2 separate regions of the Mus musculus genome follow, and region 2 is linked to region 1. A link is a contact called in public promoter capture Hi-C data. All regions are on one chromosome and are shown on one strand. Each heading gives the region's core, a stretch centred on a gene start, on an enhancer-like site or on the middle of the called end of the contact. The rest is flanking DNA. Distances are from core to core; before and after follow the strand shown. Region 1 overlaps Manba (mannosidase, beta A, lysosomal). Region 2 overlaps Nfkb1 (nuclear factor of kappa light polypeptide gene enhancer in B cells 1, p105).

The links. Capture Hi-C pulls out chosen DNA fragments and counts their contacts.
Region 2: a contact with region 1 is called in a promoter capture Hi-C map of liver. The contact joins two enhancer-like sites. A contact is called at or near these places in 4 of 115 datasets of contacts at active chromatin or transcription factors (bone marrow-derived macrophages, embryonic stem cells, pancreatic cancer cells and 1 more) and 3 of 9 other capture datasets (adipose tissue, liver and pancreatic islet).

Annotation. Positions count from the first base shown.
Region 1 is chr3:135,520,497-135,523,708 of GRCm38.p6, reverse strand. It overlaps Manba (mannosidase, beta A, lysosomal), which reads right to left. Exons shown (of 17, transcript NM_027288.3): 6 at 542-717. Among named protein-coding and RNA genes, the nearest start is that of Manba, 36 kb to the right of the region's middle. Within about 2 kb of position 1,533, at least 145 of the 459 cell types and tissues checked have an H3K27ac peak or open chromatin away from gene starts, as enhancers often do. A contact at or near this core is called in liver and pancreatic cancer cells, where this site is marked.
Region 2 is chr3:135,674,135-135,677,346 of GRCm38.p6, reverse strand. The region is part of intron 1 of Nfkb1 (nuclear factor of kappa light polypeptide gene enhancer in B cells 1, p105); the gene reads left to right. Among named protein-coding and RNA genes, the nearest start is that of Nfkb1, 16 kb to the left of the region's middle. Within about 2 kb of position 1,711, at least 117 of the 459 cell types and tissues checked have an H3K27ac peak or open chromatin away from gene starts, as enhancers often do. A contact at or near this core is called in liver and pancreatic cancer cells, where this site is marked.

The DNA.
Region 1 (3,212 bases), core at 284-2,783:
GGCACTGTGAGTAACAGGGAAAAAAACCAAAGACGTACCTGACTCCTTAGAAGACAAACTGGCAAATTAACCACATATTTTCCATTATATTAATCTCACATGTGAAAAAAACAACCATTGGTTAATACACAGAATATATGAAAAGTTAAAAATAAAGGCAAAAATGCCGTGTGTGGTGGTACACACCTGTAAATATGAAATTTCATCGCTCAAGAGAGCCACAGGCAAGATGAAGAGCAGCCTGAGCGACAGGCAGCTCTTGGCCAGCCTGGGCTACAATGTAAGACCCTATATCAAACAAACAAACAAACAAACAAAAAGAAGCCACCCTGGGCTGCATTGTGAGCTTAATTTTGTGTTACAGTGTGCAATCTTGTCTTTAAAAAATAATCTAAATGAAACTCTTAAAAATAAAAAATAGTGAGAAAACGACTTTTGGAAAATACAGGGAGAAAGTTGCTAGGCACTCCCACTCCGCCATTTCTTCCCTTGAACAGCAAATGCATGCATCTAGCACCTCCCAGGAAGTGAGGTCACTCACCTTCCTAATTTTGACCAGTAGTTTAACAATCCTTTGCTCTTGTTGAAGTTCAATGTCGTTTGTCTGCTGTGTTTTCAGTTGAGGGATGGCTACTGTCACCTGACCACTAACGGACTTCGAGCTGGCGACATCAAAAGAAGCCTCTATTTCAATATTCCAGGCCTGAGAAGCGTTATCTACAGCACAGAGGAAGAAAACAACAGGCGCATCATTCATGCACACCTCAGAAGTCGTGCAAAATGAGAACTGAGCAGTGGCTAAGCAGTGAGCACCACAGCAGGGGCTGGGGGGAGGGGCTAAGCAGTGAGGGCGCCCCACAGCAGGGGCTGGGGGGAGGGGCTAAGCAGTGAGGGCGCCCCACAGCAGGGAGCAGGGGAGGGATGGGGAGGTGGGAAATGGAGACTGCATGGGGATGACACATCCGGAGGAAACGATCCTCGTTCGAAACAACCAGAATTGTGCATTGTATACAGATTTGTAGTAGCACATGGAAAATTAAGCAACTCGGGAGTTTGCAAAACCTTAAGTAGCCAGTGACTTTTTATGTTATCACCAGAATAGTGTTTAAAGCTGTCTGCTGTCCTCTCTCTTGTGTACCGCTGGGAGCTGTGTCTAGAGCACAGCTTCCCAGTGGATCTCTTCGGGAATCTACAAGTCACCAGCCCCTTCATAACCCCACAATCTTCATCTCTCTCTCTCTCTCTCTCTCTCTCTCTCTCTCTCTCTCTCTCTCGCATGCAAGATAATTTTGAAAGTAGTTCTGGGAGGCGAGAACAGAAGGGAAGCAAGCATCCCAGAATCCTGTACGGCTCCTGCCCCTCCCAACCTGACTAAGCCTGGTGCCCTCCCTCATTCTTACACCCTAGGCCCAGATAAGAAACTTTGGACACTTGAAGGAACAGGTAGGTGGACAGGCAAGGCTGGCCTTCCCTCTCTGTGAGGTCAACCTTGGCCTGAAGCCGCCTTCCTCACTGGTGTCCTGTGCCCGTGAAGGAGGGGCTGCAGCTTATTTTAGTCTTATGACCTCAACCAGGAAGGTGATCCAGAGGAAGGCAGACTGTGGTTCCAAACAATGACTCATGCTAGGGTTTTCCCAAGGCTGGCTCGTGCACTCTCATGCAGGTTCTTGAAAGGAAGGAGGGAAGGAAAGAGAAGGGAGGAAAGAGAAGGAAGGAAGGGGAAGGAAATAGAAGGGAGGGGAGGGGAAGAAAGGGGAGGAGAGCGGAGCGGAGAGGAGAACTCTTGCATCTGGCTTGGATGGAAAGGCATAGTAACACTAAGCAGACATACCTATCCAAAGGGTCGAAGAGTCCCTAGTATGTGGGCCACACATTTGACTGAAAAAAATTCTCTAAGGAAAAGTGGAGACTGTAGCTAAGCGGAAGAGTGCTTGCCCTGTGCGTGTTTGTGTGTGTGTGTGTGTGTGTGTGTGTGTGTGTGTGTGTGTGTGTGTGTGTGTGTGAAGCCCTGGGTTTCTCCAGCATGGAGGTTCAAGAACTTCTCCATCCATGTACAGGGGTCTAGCTGTACATAGTGATCCCAGCACTCAGGAGGCAGAGGCACTCAGATCTCTGTGAGTTGAAGGCCAGCCTGGTCTACAGAGAGAAAGGAGTTCCAGGACAGCCAGGGCTACAAGAAGAAACCCTGCCTCAAAAAAAAAAAAAAAAAAAAAGCAAAAGCAGGGGGGTGGGGGGGGAGGGCAGAAATTCTCCAAAGATTCCCAGCTTTTATATTGTAATAGAGTCCATGTCTCTATCAGGATGTGGCCTGACAGGAAAGAAAAAAGAGTTAGCTCAGCAGGTAGAAGAACTGCCACATAACCTGCTGACCTGGGGTCTATCCTCAGACCCCACATGATAGGAGGGAATCAATTCTCACAGCTGATTCCCCTGACCCACAAATGCCTGCGTGCACACACGTGTGCACACATGTGCGCACACACATCCATCAAATGAATGAATAAAATGTATTTTTTAGAGAGAGAAAGAGCTTTATTCATCTGACTGTGAAAGAAAAGAAGCTGTCATAAGGGCTGGAGAGATGGCTGTGTTGTTAAGAGTACTGACTACTATTCTAGAGGACCTGGTGTGGGTCCTAGCACTCACATCAAGTGGCTCAAGATTTCTATAATTCCAGTTCTAGGAGGCTGGCTTTCATGATACCCACTTGCACATGTGTTGTCTTAGTCAGGGTTTCTATTGCTGGACAAAATATCATGACCCAGAAGCAAGCTGGAGAGGAAAGGGTTTATTCAGCTTACACTTCTACACCGATGCTCACCATCAAAGGAAATCAGGACAGGAATTCACACAGGGCAGGAACTTGGGGGGCAGGAGCTGATGCAGAGGCCATGGAGGCAAGTGCTGCTTACTGGCTTGCTTCCCTTGGCTTGCACAGTCTGCTTTCTTACAGTAACCAGGACCACCAGCCCAGGGATGGCACCAGCCACAAGGAGCTGGGCCCTCCTCCCCCTGGATCTCATGGAGGCGTTTCCTCAAGGGAGGCTCCTTTCTCTGTGATAACTCCAGCTCGTGTCAAGTTGACACACAAAACCAGCCAGTACACGCATGATGTACACAGACTTATGCAGACACACATATATATGCATTTTTAAAAATCTTAAAGAGAGAAACAGAAGCTTGATGATATGGACCTTTAATCCCAGCACTCA
Region 2 (3,212 bases), core at 462-2,961, 150 kb before region 1:
TCTTGACTCTTATAACACGGTTTTCCCCTAGACTGCTATAAGCACACATGTTCAGAACGTTTACTGATGTCTCTTCAGCCCACGTGATTGCACCCTCAGTGTCTCTCAGCTCTGTATGGCGTCTGTAATCTTATCAGAGCATTTATAGAACAACAGTGGCTTTCACTGAGCTTTTTGGGATCTCTGTTAGGATTTCATCAGAGTAAAGGTGGGCTGATTATAGATTTTTGAGGCTTTGCACATATACCATTTCTCTGACCAATGAGATCACTGCTCTTTATTTGAACTCTGCTTCCTGTGGCCTGGATTAGAAAGTGCCCTCAGTCAGAAGGTGAGCTTGGAGTTCACTTAAACTGTGCAGCCTGTATCTCTTGTTTAGTGTCTCAGGCTATTGTGTTTCATAATTACATATGAATTTGGCAAGATCAAATAGTGGTTGATTTATAATGACTGAAATTAGATTTGTGTGGATTTTTAAAGATTTTTTTTTTCAAGACAGGGTTTCTCTGTGTAGCCCTGGCTGTCCTGGAACCCACTCTGTAGACCAGGCTGATCTTGAACTCAGATCTACCTGCCTCTGCCTCTGGAGTGCTAGGATTAAAGGCATGCTCCACCACTGCCCAGCTGTAGCATGCTATTAATGATTTTGAAAGACATTATTCCAGGGCATTTATATATTCAATATGTTGGCTAGCTAGCATTTCTCTACAGCTTTGTTTTGAAACTTTCTCATCATCCCAGAAGAGTGCCTTGAATGTGGTAAATGATGGCTCCCTTCCCAGTCTTCACTCACTCCCCTGGCCTCTGGCAAGCAATGATGTGTTCCTCTTCCTACGAATGTGCTTGTTCTTGGTATTCAATGTGAAGGGAATTGAGTATAGGTGAGCGACCCTTTCTGTCTGGTTTCAGTATAAATCATTTAGTCTACTGGTTTTGAAATACAAAATCAAAACTCCCATTGCTGGCTGTAAGGCACACCATTTAAGGAGACTGTAAATATATAATGTATGATTAAGTTGCATAGAAACAGTGAACCATAGTGCAAAACCACCAGGAAATGTTATAGACCTTATGGACTGAGGCGATAACAGTGGAAGAGAAAATACAGGTTTTATGGAAGAAGTTGATTTTGAAGTACCATGTTGTGGAATACATAATATCTAAACAGGATAGAATCTCGAGTGTGAAGAGATGTACACACTGGAAAGAAATGACATAGAGCTGTTACATGTGTGTGTGTACACATGCGTGTGTGCGTGTATGCAGTGAGCATTCACATGTGTAGAGGTCAAAGGACAATTTTGGAAGCTGGTTCTTTCCTTCGAGCATGTAAGTTCCAAGTAAGGACTTAGGTCCTTGGGCTTAGCAGCAAGTGTTTTTACCTGCAGAGCCCTCTTGTTGGCCAAGCAATGCATCTTTAAATGATTGATTTCCCTATAGTAAAGTGCTTGTGTTGGATCATGGTGATAGTTGTGGTGCTTATATAATATATAATATAATATAATCATATGCTGAGTAGTTGCTCTTTGGACTTCACTATGTAAAGCACCTGGCTGTGATCTGAAAGATATTTAATCAGGAAGATACCCTGCCATGGGGGTGAGCGGTAGAAAAGCTGTTTCTGTCAGAGTGAGGTAATAAGGTCTGCCCTAGGGTGTGGCTATGGACATAGAAAGGAAGTGCACACACAAGAAACAGTGTGAGGAAAGAAGTGAGCGACAACAAGACTGTTCACTGCATTGGTTGGAGAAGGCTACATTTGCAAGAATGAGACAGTCAGGAGTCGGGCTTGTTGTCGAGTAGTAAACTGTAGACATTAGGGTTGATGGGTTTAATGTATCATTAACTTGTTTTCTAATGGCATCGTTACCTAAAGCTAACAGGGGCTCATTACCAAATACACCTTCAGAGCCTTAACAGTTCTAATCATGTACTGATGTCACGGGGGTTGGGCTCGTATCTTGGATAGCTTGGGTTTTTTGTTTTGTTTTGTTTCTTTTTGCTCTTTCCTTTTTTTAAAAAAAATTATTTATTTTTTGTTCAATTGAGAACTCAGTAGCCGATGGAGAAAAGCCAGTGCAAAGTCCAGACCGTGACTAAGAGTGTAATTAAAGCTGTGATACTGAATTGCCAGGGTAATTAACCCATGCTCCACACGCCCTCTGTTCCCATGACACTGACCAAGCTGTATCGTGTAGGCTGCTGTCTTTCCATTTACTAACCGTTCTGATTGGCTAGCCTTTGCTGCGGCGAGATAAATCATGAAGAAGCACATAGAAACACAGATATGCCTCATTTCTTGCGACCTGTGACTGTGTGTGGTGATTTGTCTGGCTGCTCTGTGGAGGTCCTCAGCTGCTCTGCCACCGAGGGCTCAGCCTGGGAAGTCTTGGCTGAGCTCTGCTGCGTTTCCACTCCACACGTGGGTTCTCATCCTCCACTGGGCTGGCCAGGCCTTTCCCTTCCAGGAAAGAAAATCCAGTCATTGAACGGCTTCTTGAAAGCCATGTTCATGACTCATGTCTGCATCCTCCTGTTGGTCAGGGCCTGCCAAGGGCCTGACAACATTCAAGGGGCAGAGATGTCAATTTTATTGTCCCTGTGTTGTGAGGGATAGAAAAGGGCAGTGGCCATTGTTTTGAGCCTACTACAGCTATAAGCCCTGAGTTCAGACTATGCCACTCTTGTGTAGTTTTGTTTCTTTGGAAACTGACAGGGTAGGCAAACCTCTTTCTGATGGGTTGATGAAGGGCCAAAAACATCCAGGTAACATTTCAAACATGGTTTCCCTGTGATACAGACCATGGCATACACAAGTATCACAAATCTGTTCCTACAGCACTGTGGATGACACACACACACACTCTCTCTCTCTTTCTCTCTCTCTCTCTCTCTCTCTCTCTCTCTCACACACACACACACACATGTTTTAATTTTTAGTTTAGCTAACTGTGGCTTTTGTGAGATATTCTCTCTCTCTTTCTCTCTCTCTCTCTCTCTCTCTCTCTCTCTCTCTCTCTCTCTCTCTCTCTTTCTCTCTCTCTCTTTCTCTCTCTCCCTTCACGTTTGGATTGCCTTGTAAGTAGCTCATCTGAAATTCATGCACTGTAAGGTCCTATTCTGTTCTCTGGGTTACACTGTAGAAGAGTTCTATGGGCTCACCAGGTACTAGATGTAGGAACAGAAAGCACACTCGGGAGAAGGCATGTTGC